Regions from separate parts of the Mus musculus genome. Here regions 2, 3 and 4 are each linked to region 1. A link is a contact called in public promoter capture Hi-C data. All regions are on one chromosome and are shown on one strand. Each heading gives the region's core, a stretch centred on a gene start, on an enhancer-like site or on the middle of the called end of the contact. The rest is flanking DNA. Distances are from core to core; before and after follow the strand shown. Region 1 holds the start of Upf2 (UPF2 regulator of nonsense transcripts homolog (yeast)). Region 2 overlaps Ccdc3 (coiled-coil domain containing 3). Region 3 overlaps Celf2 (CUGBP, Elav-like family member 2). Region 4 overlaps Camk1d (calcium/calmodulin-dependent protein kinase ID).

Region 1 (3,718 bases), core at 502-3,001:
GATCTGGAGCAGGGTAAGACAGACAAAATAAGAAAAGGAGACCTGCGACTTGGAAGTGGTCCTCAGTTGTGTGTTATAGAAAAAGCTTCTCGGGCTGTAGAGATGGCTCAGTGGTTAAGAGCACTGACTGCTCTTCCAGAGGTCCTGAGTTCAAATCCCAGCAACCACATGGTGGCTCACAACCATCCGTAATGAGATCTGACACCCTCTTCTGGTGCATCTGAAGACAGCTACAGTGTACTTAGGTATAATAATAAATAAATATTAAAAAATAAAAAAAGCCGGGCGTGGTGGCGCACGCCTTTAATCCCAGTACTCCGGAGGCAGAGGCAGGCGGATTTCTGAGTTTGAGGCCAGCCTGGTCTACAAAGTGAGTTCCAGGATAGCCAGGGCTACACAGAGAAACTCTGTCTCGAAAAACAAAAAACAAAAAGCTTCTCATAATTACTTATCAATGGCATAGAGTGGCAGCATTCACCTCTCCCTCCTTCGGTGCCCTTTACGTGATTGACCTATTGGTTGTTTTGAACAAGAAAAAATTAACCCAGGAGGTGCACAATTTGAAAGAGAATTTACTTGCTAATAATGAAGTGGGCAGGGAGAAAGCAAATGGGCAAAGGCTGAATAAAAAGGGGGCAAAGACATCTCAAGCACTAAGGTTGGTAGCAGATCATTGTACGGGCTTGAACACTGATGAATCCAGACTTGTTTTGCACCTTTGTTCCTTTGGCTATGGGCCAACCAGAGCAGAACCATATGTACATCTAAGCAGACCACAATCTGAACACGAATCGGAGGTCAGAAGCACATTATATCCACTTGGGAAAACAGGTTGAGCAGCTGATAATGCACTTCACAGTCAATTTGGTTCAAGTTCGTAACCCCATCCCTTTAAAAACGGGGCGATTTCATTCCACTGTGAAAGTTATAATACTTACAATAGAGGGCTTTCTATATTTTCCAAATGGGAAAAGCCTTGATTGCTCTCTATTTTAGCTGTTTTTCATGTCCAACACCTTAAACCGGTTCTGGAAATTCCCCCACCAGTCTACTCTACCTCTACCTTCCTCAACAGCCATGTTCTTTAGCTTTTCGATTTTTTAAACCTTCAACCTTTCGGTATTAGTCCAATCAAAGTTTGCCTTCTTGAACCCGTTCCTCACGTTCGCATCAGGCAACCTTCGGAGAACTAAGTTACCAACCTTGACCTCGACAGCGCCCCGTAATTCTACTATCCCACCACTCTTCTATGCCTCCTTAGAGTTCCGCCCCGTCTCATTCTCGCTCCCCCCACCCCCGCCCCCAGCCGTGAATCGCTTGCGCCTGCGCATCTCCAATTCAGGCGCTTTCCCTTTCCTGACGACCAATCCACTTCCCGCCTCCGGTCCTTGGAACACTCCTCCCCTCTGCTGGGGCCCTGATTGGAGGTGCTGGAAGCGGTTGTCCTATTCATTGCCTGTACATAAAAATTTACAGATAGGAGAATTTCAACGAATATCTGAAGGAGAAGCACATCCTCGAGATTAGGTATAGATTGATCACTTCTTAACCCAGACGAGGGATTGAACACATAGCGAGGGACCGGAGACGAAGGTCCATTTGGACTAGGCAGTCGTGCGGGCAGCCTTTTCCTTTTCCCTCTGCGCTCCGCCCCGCCCCCCTAGCAGCCCGGCCGCGTTGGTGAGTGGCGGGCGGGCGGGCCGACGGGCGGAGGGAGGAGGGGAGCGGAGGGAAGGCGGGCCCTCGTCTGCGAGAGCGGCGGGGGGAGGGGAGGGGAGCCCGAGCGCTGGAGTTGGTGCTGGGAAACCCGGGGCTAATGTTGACAACAGGCACTAGGTGAGTTCCGGGGATCCTCCTTCCCCCTCCACTCCGACGATAGGGACGAGCTGGTGCGGAGGGCTACCGGTCCGGACTCCTGCTCCCCGAGGGACCCGAGAGGCGACTCCGCACTCCAGCTCTCCGGGGGCGGCGAGCAGTGGAGGGACGAGCGGATCGGACGTCGTCCTCCTCAGACCCCTCTCCCGGAGGCTCCGGTCAATGTGGGGGGGATGTCTCGGCCCGGCCGAGGCCGGCGTGAGGGGCGATAGAAGAGGTGTCTGCCCCGCATGCCTGGGCCCAGCGTCGGGGCTGGAGGCGGAGGAGCCTGCCGTGGAGGGGGAAGGTGTTCGGGGGCGTGGAAGAGTGCGAGGAGAGGCTTGGGGCGAGCTCGGCGGTCCGGAGGGAAGCGTGGACGAGGGAGCGGGGAAGATGTGGAGTAGGCAGTCGAGCTGGAGAGGCTGCAGTCTGAGGGAGTGTGGGATGAGAAGTTAGGCTTGGGGCTTAGATGTCCCCACGGAATAGGAGTTGTGGACGGGAAGTGTGTCAATGGTGGGACCCTGAGACCCAGCGGGGGTTTGTGGGAGATTTGTGGGTGATGCGTGTGCAGGGGAAGAGGCTTGGAGCGGACCTGCGGATGGGGGGCAACGGGGCTGTTCGGGTTTACTTCCTTTTAATCAGGTAGGATGGTTGACTGTTCGACTCGAACTCAAGGCTTTCATTACTTCCCTTACAAGCAAGTACTGTTGAACTAAAGAGAAGCCTAGCAGAGGCTGCTTACAGGTTTGGGGGTACGCATGGAAGCGAATAGCCTTGCTCTTAGAAAACCTTAAATGTACCGATTGACACATTAGATGAAAATAAGACTGTTACTGACCCTTCTCATTTGTCATAGTTTTTAGGGGTTCATAAAAGTCGTACAGATCGTCAGGAAAGCCACTTTTGAGCTGTGGTGAAATCTCTGAAAAAATTTGAATAAGTCTCGTACATATATAAGGATTTTGTAAAAGAATAAACTCAGAAACCGGAAGATATCTCTGTGCTGTTCTACCTTTAGAACATTTTGAGTTCAAAACACAGACTTGAAAGGTAAACCAGCATTCTCTTACTCTGTAGTGTTTTCAGAGCAGTCTGATTGTGATTTCATACATAGACCATATGGTACTTAGCAAACTTATAGCTGTATTAGGGGACACCTCCGTTCTCTGTCCTCTCTCCAGGACACTGCATTAGAGTCTGTCTTACTAGTAAAACAGTTTTTACTTTCTTTTGGAAGTTTAGAATGTACTTAGAAAGGCAACTAAAATAATACAGACCAAGTGCCGGGAGCGGTATTTTGGGAGCTAGAAAGGTGGTTTTCAATCATACTTTCCTTTTAAGGGCTGTCTGAGTACTTAGCAGAGTAGTTTGTAAAAGTTGATTCTATTTCAATTTCAAGACCACTAATTTTTATATTCACTTCTTTAATATAATATTACATGGGAAATTTGGAGACACTCTAGGTGAATTATTTAGCTGTTATTAAATAAGAATCTAGTGCTTTTATTAGATTTAATTTATTGAATTTAAATTGACAGATTACAAGTGTATTGTCATTGGATTTGTGTTTCTTTTCTCTTCTCTTCTCTTCTCTTCTCTTCTCTTCTCTTCTCTTCTTTCTTTCTTTGTTTTTTGAGACAGGGTTTCTCTGTCTAGCCCTGGCTGTCCTGGAACTCACTCTGTAGACCAGGCTGGCCTCGAACTCAGAAATCCGCCTGCCTCTGCCTCCCAAGTGCCGGGATTAAAGGCATGCGCTACCACTGCCCAGTTTTGTGTTTGTTTGCTAGTGTACTTGGTTTACACAGTCCTGTGAGTGTGAACATAGTGGAAACGAGCCCTGGGTAGCTACGGAAGCACTTGGGTA
Region 2 (3,718 bases), core at 614-3,113, 790 kb before region 1:
GAGATCTAGGTGAGATGTCCATGCAGCGTTCAGCACAGACATTGAGACACAGACGAGGAAGTGTCCCACGGGAGAAAGGGGGGGTCTCAGGTTTAGTGAGTCCCAAAGGGCCTGCCTTGTGACCCATGGGCATTTACCTGCCATTGCAGCGTGGGGTAGAGCTCATGGTGGCAGAGTCTGGACTTCTAAGTGGATGCCTCTTCAGAGCCCGAACCCCTGATGGTGGGAGGCATGGGGTGGGGCACTCAGAAGCCTGCCATGCTGTGCAGCGCCCTCTGCTGACGTGTGAGAGTCTTTGTCCAGGCCAGAGCATGAGGTGATGGCTGCTGTGGAGAGCGTTGGTATAGAGACAGTGTGGGCTAGTGGGTGACTCAGAGCCCTCACCCCATTTAATCATTTTATGATTGAGAGGAGGCAGTGGTTTGTAAAGACTAGGTTTGCGGGCTGGGGGTGGTCCTTACTTGGCAGAATGCTTGCCTAACATGACTGACGCTCTGGGTTTGATTCCCAGAACTGCATAAACTGATGGCCACGTGGGAGGTCCAGAAGTTCAAGGTCATCCTAGGCTATGTAGCAATTGGAGGCCAGCCTGGGCTATGTGAGGCATTGTCTTGGGGGAAGGAAAAAAAAGGAAAAATTAGATTTGGCACCAGGGAGTTGGTTTAGTCAGGAGCTTAGGAAAGTACTGACTGTGGAAGGAGGGGGAGACAGGAGGATCCCTGAACTTCACTGGCCAGCCAAATTAGACAAACCAGTGAGTTTCAGGTTGAGAGAGAGAGAGAGAGAGAGAGAGAGAGAGAGAGAGAGAGAGAGAGAGAGAGAGAGAGACTCTCTCTAATAAAGCAAAACTGAAGAACAACTAGGGATTAGATCAGACATTGATCCCTACTGTCTGCACACACCTGTGTACACTTGTAAGCACACCTATACACACACACATATACCAAACTAGAAAAAAATAGATTTTGTTTCTTATAGCACAGCAAGTGGGATAGAGATGCAGGAAACTCCCACATACCTGCTGCCTTCACATATGTGCAGCCTCCCTGACTGTCAACACCCCCAGCAGGGTGGGACATGGCTTTAAGGATCTGTCAGCCTACAGTTATAGATACTGTTATCACACGGGCCCCATGGCTTTCATTAGGGTCCATGTTTGGTGTTACATTTGTGTGTGGGCAAATACAGAATAGCTTGTATCTGCCATTAGTGTGTCTTTCAGAACAGTCCGTCTACTCCAAGCATCTTCTGTCTTCCACTGGTTCAGGATTCATCCCCTCTTCTCTGGTCTTCTTTTCAGCAAGGGTTGAATTATTTGTATACAGACAGCACTATGTACGGCCCATGTGTCTGTTTTTATCTGTTTGTGTGGTGATGCTATGGATGAAAGCAGCCCAGGGACCAGATGAAGAGAGCACACCCCACAAGATGTTGGCCCTTGTGACTGTGGAGTTTTGGTTTGATAAGTCTCCTCTTAGGGCAGAGTGTGTCTTAGAATTCTGGACCATCCCATTCCCCATATCAGCACCTCCTTTGCTAGCCCACTCCCTCCTCTGACTCCAGTGCTCTTTGTAAAAGATTTTATTATATTTAGTGTGTGTGTGTGTGTGTGTGTGTGTGTGTGTGTGTGTGTGTGTACATGCATGTGCACATGTGCAAGCCACAGCATGTATCTGGAAATTAGGACAATTTGTATGACTCAGTTTTTTTCTCCCACCGTGTGGGTTCTGAATCAAAGTCAGGTCCTTTACCTGCAGAGCCATCTTGCCAGGCCTGACCCCTGTGGCTTGTTTCCCATGTGCTCAGTAAATGCTCTGTGAATGTGTGAGTGAATACTGAATCCTGCCGAGCTGTTCTTATGGTTATCTGCCCACAGGCAGGCTTTGCCTGTGTCTGCTGCTACCCCCACCCACTCCCTGTCCGGCTGCTCCAAGGCCAGCACTGCAGAAGCCAGATTCCCTGAGGCTCGGAGGTCGCTTCCTGGCTTTATCTGGGCTGTTGTTCTGTGCTCCAGCTGCTAGCAGGACAAACTGACATTGTCCATGTAGCTGGTTCTGATACAAGGACTCACAGAAGTCAGAGGCAAAACACACAAATGTAACTAACTATGCTGGGGTTAGCCATTCCTGTTCTGAAGAGAGTGTGATGCACGGTGGAAGACACCTTTGGGGCCTGAGCTGTGACCTGGTTCTTAGCCTGGCTAGCTCCAACCCATTGAAGCTAGACCTCACTCCTATAGATTGGGAGTGGGCTAACTTGTTCTTGGTAACGTAGCTGAGAGGGATGGTAAAGCGGGATGCATTGAGCCCTTCTGGTAAGAACGACTAGTTAACTGCATACCGTATATGTTCCTGTGGCAAGCTTCTGTGGTAATATGTGAGAAGCGCTGGTAAGATGAGAAAAACGGCTGGCGGGACTTTGTCCACTTGATTTCTGGCTAGCAGACACTAGGCTAGTGAGAGTCAGTTCTGCAAGCTTTGCCCATCTGTGGGAGGGGGAGTTTGCAAGTTCTGAGACCGTAGGAAGATTGTCTTCTTGTTGATCCATTTTCCTCTCCTCTAGTTGGAAAATCAGCGGGCTGGACTGGGCTGGTGGATTTCTTTCCACTTTTGAAAATCCCCTTTCCTAGACTTCTGAATCGCATAAGGCTAATTTAATGTCTGCCAGGTAGAGGTAGGGCTGCCTAGCACTCCAGAATATACCTGCCCAGGCAGAGTCTGGGCTGGTGAGGGCAGGGGGGTGGGAACCTGGAGATGAAACTTGGGTTTGTTTTCATGGGAGACTAGGGTGTGGGCCTCCCCTTTCTTTTGGGGAGGGTGATGCATGGGGTGCCATGCATGGTAAGGGCACCTTCCTTAACTCTTCTGAGATGGAAAGAGGTTGAGAAAACCCCGGAGGGGAGGGTGTTTACTGGAAAGACTGGCCTTCGCTTGGATCAGGGGCTTGAGGAGAAGGGATGATCTAAGCCCATAACCCTAATTTAAACTTAGGAAAGGGACTGCCTAGAGGGACACACACACACACACACACACACACACACACACACACACACAGAGAGAGAGAGAGAGAGAGAGAGAGAGAGAGAGAGAGAGGGAGAGGGAGAGGGAGAGAGGGAGAGGGAGAGGGAGAGGGAGAGGGAGAGGGAGAGGGAGAGGGAGAGGGAGAGAGAGAGAGAGAGAGAGAGAGAGAGAGAGAGAGAGAGAGAGAGACAGACGAAAGAAGAGGCCACAGGGAGTTCTTGGCTGTAGTAAGAGTTTCCAAAGAGCCTCAACTTTTTCCAGCTTTGCAACTAAGTTAATAATATTCCTTGAGGTCACTTAAGACTGAACTTCTCAAGTTTAAATCTAACCCGCCTTTAAGAAAACAGTGTATCGAACTTACTGTGCAGGGGATTTCTCATGTGGTTAGCTTTTACAACCTACGTTAAGTGCATAGCTTAAATCAGAAGTTATGTACTCTTTCTTGCCCTTACCCAGAACAGTGTATGTGTGTGTTGTAGTATTTACTGAGAACTGTCGACAGGTCAGCAAAGATCCCATACATGGGGGATGCAGCATGTGGATGCAGGTTGATGGGATGTGGTTTTGTTTGCTGTTCTAGGTGCGCAAAGTAACTTCTTTCCTCATAAAACTCTTGAAGATTTCTGAAAGAACTCCTTACTTCTTTCCCATCCTAAGTTTTCTCCGTTGTTCATGAAAAACAGAGTAAATACTTTTAC
Region 3 (3,718 bases), core at 447-2,946, 760 kb after region 1:
GCTCTAAATTAGGATCTCCTTTACTTAACTGTGTAACAACCCCGTGCGGCTTTGTTGATTAGGAAGCTAAGGCAGGAGAAATCAAGCAGCTTATTCTAGATCATGGAGGGGTTGGAGGTCAGAGACTGAGGGCAGTTACGATCTTACTTCACACACCCTGTTCTCAATCATGACCAGTAACTTTTTCAGTTATACCATCATTCAAGTCCATACCTTTTATGTAAAGTTAGTGTTCTATCTGGTAGGCGAAGGGGAAACAGAAATTAAACCTGGCACAGAGATGTACTGAAGCTAGTAAAGCGCATATGCCCCAGTACCAAAAGTGTCAGTTCAGCAATTTATAAAACGCACTGTCGGTCTGCTCCTTCTGGTCCCAAGTAACTGAGGGTTATAAATGCGTCAATAAATAGAACCACACATAAGAAGCGCCTCAGTTCTGTACATTTTGGAGTGCTAACAGACATCACAGCAGGATTGTGGGTAGAGCAAACATCTTTTTTAAAAAAAAGGTGTGTGTGGACAACTTGGTGACGTCTGTCCTTACCGACCCCTTTCATGTGGGTCCTGGGGATCAAACTCAAATCATCAGCCTTGTCCAACAAGCACACTTAACCAACGAGTCATCTTGCCAGCCCAAGTGAAAACTTCCTTTTTAGCTGTGCTGAGTAGAGGTTAGGTGCAGCCTTCCCTGAAACCTAGTAAGTTCTACTATTAGAAGTCTGGTTTTTAGTGTGTATCTGGCAAGGTAATGCACACATCGAAAATGAACACAGAACAGTACTGATATTCTTTTGTTTGATTTGTACATTACTATTGTTAATATCATTTCTTTGGTCACAGCTTTAAAAAAGAATGTTACAATTCCCCTTTCTATAATACATACATGCATGTGCAAGCACAGACAAACACAAATTCAACTATAAAATGGTACACTCTACTCCAATTTCTAAAAGAGTATTAAAACGCTGTGGACCTAGACCACGCTGTCCTTGTATTTCCAGGCTACCTCACACTGTCTATCACATAGGGATGGCAGTGTAAGCGCACAGATGTACAGAAGCTTGTGCCTGCTTGGTGAGAATAACTAAAAACGGGTAAGCTAGTGCTAAGCCACAAAGTAGAGCTCATTTCATTCAGTCAGTCTTCGGAGAATTTTGAATGTCTCTCTCATTCTAGACACTGATCGAGGCATAGGAGTTTTTGGAATACAAAAGACATTCTTCTAACAAGAAATGTATGAAGATTTATGAAAATAAGTCTTAAAAACTCAAAAAGATTTTCAAAGTGTTCATCGAGCTTTGATTTTTAACAGTATAATATTATATGACTCTTTTTATTTGAAAAAAAAAATGCCAGGAACAAAAAAGATGGAGGCTAAGCTGCCTTTTGAACTTCATATACACTATTAAGGTTAAATCAAGGTCACAAGAAACACACATGGTTTAGGTAAAAGAAGCAAGAACATTAAAAATTACTCTGAAAGATGTGTTAGATTTTAAGACTAGATCAGCAATTTTCCTGGGATTATAAACTCTGTTCAAACATACCACTTAATCTTTGTTTCAGGTTCCTGTTCTATAAAAGAGGGTCCATTTTCCTGAGGGGGGGAGGGGGAGTGGTTGAGGGCAAAGGAGGATGCAGTGTGGTTTAACGGTTTCCTGACTTTAAAGTCCTCTCAAAGCACAGTGTTTTCATTGCAGACATGTGATGGAGAGTCGGTAGCACAGGACTGTTGCTAGGGCAGCTCACCACAGTTCTATTCACTCTCATGCAGCTCCTTGGCTGATGCATGGTGAAGGAAGCCAGAGCCAGTATCTCTTCCTTATCTCCCAAGCATCCCAGTCCTGAGGATGTGTGGCAGGTCCACACACTAGTGATGAGCTTGGTTAGACAACCACATTCTGCCATGGCACTGAGCTTGGTTAGACAACTAGGTTCTGCCATGGCACTCCCCTTTTGTTTCTTAAATGATCTCAAACTTATTGGCCTTGGGACTTAACTCTAAAGTCTGGCATGTCTGGCTTAAAAGCAGTGCTTCCAAACACAGATTAAAGCACAATTAGATAAAGACTAAAACCTAAAAGAAGCAATTTTTAAATGTGGTATATTTACTCATTACCCTTTCTTAAGTCTTTTTCTACCTTCACTCAGATTAGAGCAAAGTCTTGGCTTCCAGAAGCATTTTCTCTGAAGAGTCATAGGCTTGTGGAAAGACTGTGTTTTCCACTTCTCGAGTTGAACAACTCACACTGGACTCACAAAACAGCTAAGGCCTGTCACCATCTGGCAGCTGTATGATGGCCTGTGTAAAATGAACTGCTAGTCACAGTTGAGCTCCCGTTTGACAGATGTCCACTTCACAAAGAGAGTAACACACTCAGCAGCCTGGTTGGCGAGGAGTGGGGACTGGGCCTGGAAATGGCACTTACTTTTCTCTGCCTAACTGGGTTGCTTAGTAAAAGACCAAGTGACACTGCAGTAGGACAGAGGGCACGCAGCAGGTAATGTGGCAAGAGCTCCCAGTCAAAGTTTACCTTCTCCCAGGAACCCTGTGCTGCTGTTTGTTTGTTTATTACTTGTTTTAATCAGGCTGTGTGAATTGAGCTACACATGGTTGCCCTCTAAGGCCACTGTTAAAACACATCAGCTTCCCTCAGGATCGATGGAGATTGTAACTGCCCACAAACCTCTCCTCCCCTTTCATTACAGTATGGGGGAAATGTTTTGGAAACAGCAGGAGCTAAAAGATCTCCTTATCCTGTCCTGGGTTAATCAGTATCATCACCAAAGTGAACAAGTTACTTAAGGAGTCGGAAAGAGAAAGGACAAAATGGCCCTTCACTATAAAATGTAATTCCTTATTGAGTATTTTACAAAAGACTTTAAAATATATACAAATAAACAAACCCCCCAAAGTCCAGTTTTGTTTTGTCCCACTGAAGCATGTTGCTCAGTGTCAACACTGAAGCTGGATGCTCCCTGTCTCTATTAGGAGCAGGGAGAAGGACAATGTGCCTGGAGGGCAGCAGTGGTGTGCACAATGTAGTTGTTCTTTCACTGGTTACTCTCAATGCAGTCAAGCATGTGGGTTATATTTTCTTTTAAATAAACCCATATTCTGTTGCTAAACATTCTCACAGACATAAAGAAAACAAATACCAAACTAAGCTGATTTAAAGAAGAACCTTCAAAAGTCCTGTGGAAAGTGAGAATGATTAGCCATATTCACTTTCTTATGCAGCCATGCTCATGTACACGTGTGTGTGTGTGTGTGTGTGTGTGAAATATGGCAACAGGACCAATTCCGAATTACTAGCATTTATCATAATATTTTCCTAGTAAACACAATTTAAATCTTTCTGGAAGGGATACATGTATTAGATAATATATGTTTTAGAGAAATGTATCTATCAAAACTGTTAACACATTTACTTCCTTTTCAGTGTTGTGGTTCCTGTAAGAATTTTCTTCCCCCAAAACGAGGTCTCTGAAAACAGTGTTGGTTCTGGGTAGGGAGAAGGGGCTAAGAAACAAACTAGCCTCTCAGTGAGATGACTTCTCATTACTGACATAGTTCTTAGAGATTCCTGCCACCCAAGTCAGTGAACCTCCTCTACTGCAGAGAACACAGATGTAAAACCAACTGCTGTCTTCAAAAGTAGACAATAGCTGGCAGCAAGAGAGGTGTGCAACAGCTAACCAAGTAACTGGCATAAGC
Region 4 (3,718 bases), core at 320-2,819, 660 kb before region 1:
GCAGCAACAAGAAAAAGAGCAGAGCTTTCTTGTCTAGCTAGCATTGGACCTGGCAACCCATCCTTCCAGCTCATGATCACTTCCTTCCAATTGCTTAATGGGCAGGTGATGGGAAACATCTAGGTAATCATCTCACCTCTCAACCCAGACTTTCCCTTAAACATCAAGACCTGGAGACATAGCTCAGATATACAGGGGTTGCTTAACGCGTGCAAGACCCTACGCTCCATCCACACCACTACCAATCAATCAATCAACAAATAAATAACTCCAAATGTGTTTGTGTGTGATGAGACAGAGAGAAAGAGAGAGAAAGAGAGAGAGAGAGAGAGAGAGAGAGAGAGAGAGAGAGAGAGAGAGAGAGAGAGAGAGAGAGAGAGAGATGTTCAAATGCAATATCCTACTCATGATAGGAAACAGACAACCCACATCCAAAGGTGATTAATTCTCTTTATTGGAGGAAAACAAGAAGTCACCAATCTCATTATCATTATGATAGAAATCGATATGTATACATGATTGTCAAGGCAGAGAATCATTTGCTACATAGACCCATGAACAATTTTGCAGTGCCGCAAACTTATGGGGGTTAAACTTCTTGCAGAGTTTACTACATGCATGGGATAAATGCACAGTTTCCCTTCTTTTACTTTTTTTTTTTTTACTTTATTTTTTTATTTTTTGGATAAGCATGTTTTTAATAATAATTTAAAAAAAACCCAAAAAACCAAAAACCAAAACCAAACCAATCGCAAGCCTGGTAATAATGAGTGGGCCAATCCTGGACTTGATGGAAACTGTTGGGAAAACATGCCCATCATTGGGAGAGAGCTGAATGGAGACAAATTATATCATGTATAAATAGCTACAGAAGCCAATTTAGACATTATTCCAATATTCTGGGCAGAATATACCTTTGGTGTCTTCTCACCCAAATGTGGGCTAAGATAAATGTTCTCTGAAACATGCAGCCCTGCTGCTGTAACACTGGACAGAGCCTTACGTTGCCCTGAAATGGCCAAGTGCCTGTCAAGAAGAGCTGCAGCTCCTGTAGTGTGGGACAAACATCCGAGATGATGTTCTAGTCCCTTCCTCACCACCACCCCCTCTTTTGTAGCCTCACTGCCAGCTCTGCCCCAGGGTGTTGTCTTCTAAAGTGCAGGGTTATTCAGGAGGGCCTCAGAATCATTGTCTATCCAAACTAAGATTTTTTTCCTATTGAGAAACAAGTTAACTAGTGTTTGGAACTTTTGAGTGATGTCTTTGACTAAAGCCTCAAAGATGTCTCTCATTTTCTGTTTTTCCCATCCATAAGGAAAATAAAATCACCTATAAGCAACACAGTTTGGTAAAACATCAGAGGACATAGTAATTATATGACAAATCCCCCCAGAGACAAAAAAGGTTAAGAATGGTCATGGAGACTGCGGAAGCAGCTTTAGTACAGGGGGCAGGATGTCAATGCAATAGTTCGTCCCTTTGGCTTAGAAAAATACAGACACAGAGAAGCCATTGCACAGTTTGCTTTGTCCACAAAACCAGACTTGGCAGCCACATGCTGAACTGAATATTTGGCTTCCAAATGCACAGCCTTTGGGTTTGCAGAAGTAGAACCCATAAAGCCACAAGCTGAGCTGCTCCCACTGGAGTTCACAGGGAAGTCTGCGCAGGGCGAAGGCCTCCCTGATGATTATGAAGATTCTGCTGGGAGAAGGCAGGCCAGGCTGTGGCCAGCATGCAGGGCTGTCTTCACAGTGGGGCTAGGTTCCTGTGCACACACCAGAGCTGCAGACAGACGTTCATGCATTGAGACCACCAAGAAGGGACCTGGTAGATGGGATGTGGCTTTTCCTCTTCTTCCTTGTCTTTTAGACTTGCCTACCTCCCAGAGTTGAAGATTTCAAACTAACTCTTCCGCACAGAAATGTTTGTGGAGTTTCCAGGAAGGAAGTTTGCCTTTCAAAATCTACTTTCCCAGCTTAGCTTGAAAAACAAAATTAAAAAAACCCCAACCAACCAAGCAAATCACTTCAAAACGTTCAATTCTGAAAACCAAAGGATTGGAATACCTTTTCTGCCTGCAGCCCCACCCTAGGACCAGGAAACCCCCTACAGAGCAGTGGAGTACATACAGATATATACATTGGTTTTTAATTTTGGAAACAAACTGAACAGTGTTTGGTCTGGAATGTGGTTAAGGGAAAGGGAAGTTGTCAGAGTGTGAGAAGGGATGGGCACTGGTTTTGGAGGACATGCAAGGGGGGCCCCACATCTCACTTGCTGGAAGTAAGTGGTTATGCAACCCTGGGGAAAGTGATTTCTGGTTATAAGACATGGAAGGGGCTGTCCTTCACCTATCTTCACTTTCATTCCTCATGGCCCAGAAAAACCCAGCACAGCATTTTCACAAACCCTTCAAGGCAGAGAGGTTCTGCCCCTAAGCTTCCTGCCTGCAGCCTGGAGTGTTGGCACCTGTTTGGTCTCCTCAGTGTGAAAAGTCAGCTTTGGTCACAGTTCTGAGTAGCCTAAAGCTCTAAAATCCATAGTCATTTCCACTGGGTGGGCTTTTCCTGCTCTTTTTTATTTTGTTTTGTTTTTTTGTTTTTTGAGGCAGGGTCCTGTTCTTTAGACATGTTTAAACATGCTAAAAATCATCAAACCCAGGAACTCTGACCATATCAAGTTTTGCATCCTATAGGAGGGGGGTCAAAACTCTTGAGAGGACCAATTGGTTTCATCTCCTGTGTCCATGTTGTACTTGGCCTGTGGTGTAAAGGCCAATTCTCTCTGCCATCGACAAGCTATCCAGTACTGAAGTATAGAAACAAAAAGCATAAATAGGTAAATAGAGTCTGGGATTCACTGAGCCAACTCCTGTGTTTCCAGATACCACACTTAGGGATACCTAAAGAGAGGTAGTGTCTCTAGACTACCAGTTGGTGTGCAAGTGGAGGTGGCTATTTTTTTTTTTTAAAAGGAGGAATCTTCATTGATATCTGTCACAATCAAAGTGGTACGGCTGGAGACTCAAGGTAGTGTTGAGAAGTGACCCAGAATCAAGGTGGAGGGCAGGAATCCATACCTTCTGGTTTGTCGAAATACCTTCTCCATAGTCCTTTTCTTTCACACAGAAATATGAATGTCAGCTGATCTTTTGGCGTCAGAGCCTCTTTTGGGTTAGAGGCAGTGGGAAGGGGTAAAACCTTGCTGGGGCTTGTTACAAAGGCTACCTACAACACTGGGATTGTTATCTCAGTCACTCTAGTCTCCATGCCCTCAGGGATTCTGTGGCATTCCCTGCCCCTCTAGCCTCCCACTGCCTCTGTCACTTCCTAACCCCAACATGAAGCTCCAAACTCTAGGGATCCCTTGCTTTAGAATGAGAAGCTGTTGGCTCTGTGGAGACGTAGTGAGAGCGTCCACTCACGGTTGGTCTTGGATGAGTATTAGCTGCTCTTTCTGCCTCAAGTATAGGTAAAGGGCAGGACCTTGGGGGGAGGACAGGCAGGAAGCAGAGGGAGAGACTCTCCTGGAAGTATTTCAATATTTCATAACCAAGTAAGGATATGCATGCCCACTTGCCTAGCAAATGTGAAAAGGCAATATAATGGAGGTGTGGGGAGAGACTGGTGTTAGCAACCCAGTCTGAGAGGGGGGCCTGTATGGCCACACGGTGCTGCCAAGCACACTGGTATGTTCATTCATTACACTGGTCCTG

Evidence for each region. Promoter capture Hi-C pulls out the DNA fragments that hold promoters and counts their contacts.
Region 2: a promoter capture Hi-C map of embryonic stem cells shows a contact between it and region 1, with 3 times the contacts expected there. The contact joins the enhancer-like site here to the promoter of Upf2 in region 1. A contact is called at or near these places in 3 of 39 promoter capture datasets (3T3-L1-derived adipocytes, cranial neural crest and embryonic stem cells) and 2 of 115 datasets of contacts at active chromatin or transcription factors (embryonic stem cells and large pre-B cells).
Region 3: a promoter capture Hi-C map of pre-B cells shows a contact between it and region 1, with 2.7 times the contacts expected there. The contact joins the enhancer-like site here to the promoter of Upf2 in region 1. A contact is called at or near these places in 2 of 39 promoter capture datasets (the C10 cell line and pre-B cells) and 1 of 484 Hi-C or Micro-C datasets (CD4 T cells).
Region 4: a promoter capture Hi-C map of 3T3-L1-derived adipocytes shows a contact between it and region 1, with 4 times the contacts expected there. The contact joins the enhancer-like site here to the promoter of Upf2 in region 1. A contact is called at or near these places in 7 of 39 promoter capture datasets (the 3T3-L1 cell line, 3T3-L1-derived adipocytes, embryonic stem cells and 3 more) and 1 of 9 other capture datasets (adipose tissue).

What each region holds. Positions count from the first base shown.
Region 1 is chr2:5,949,718-5,953,435 of GRCm38.p6, forward strand. It overlaps Upf2 (UPF2 regulator of nonsense transcripts homolog (yeast)), which reads left to right and starts at 1,752. Exons shown (of 22, transcript NM_001081132.1): 1 at 1,752-1,836.
Region 2 is chr2:5,161,053-5,164,770 of GRCm38.p6, forward strand. The region is part of intron 2 of Ccdc3 (coiled-coil domain containing 3); the gene reads left to right. Among named protein-coding and RNA genes, the nearest start is that of Ccdc3, 25 kb to the left of the region's middle. Within about 2 kb of position 1,864, at least 16 of the 459 cell types and tissues checked have an H3K27ac peak or open chromatin away from gene starts, as enhancers often do. A contact at or near this core is called in embryonic stem cells, where this site is marked.
Region 3 is chr2:6,705,800-6,709,517 of GRCm38.p6, forward strand. All of the region lies in intron 2 of Celf2 (CUGBP, Elav-like family member 2), which reads right to left. Among named protein-coding and RNA genes, the nearest start is that of Celf2, 180 kb to the right of the region's middle. Within about 2 kb of position 1,697, at least 128 of the 459 cell types and tissues checked have an H3K27ac peak or open chromatin away from gene starts, as enhancers often do. A contact at or near this core is called in pre-B cells, where this site is marked.
Region 4 is chr2:5,293,027-5,296,744 of GRCm38.p6, forward strand. It overlaps Camk1d (calcium/calmodulin-dependent protein kinase ID), which reads right to left. Exons shown (of 11, transcript NM_177343.4): 11 at 431-3,718. Among named protein-coding and RNA genes, the nearest start is that of Gm36906, 20 kb to the right of the region's middle. Within about 2 kb of position 1,570, at least 12 of the 459 cell types and tissues checked have an H3K27ac peak or open chromatin away from gene starts, as enhancers often do. A contact at or near this core is called in 3T3-L1-derived adipocytes and adipose tissue, where this site is marked.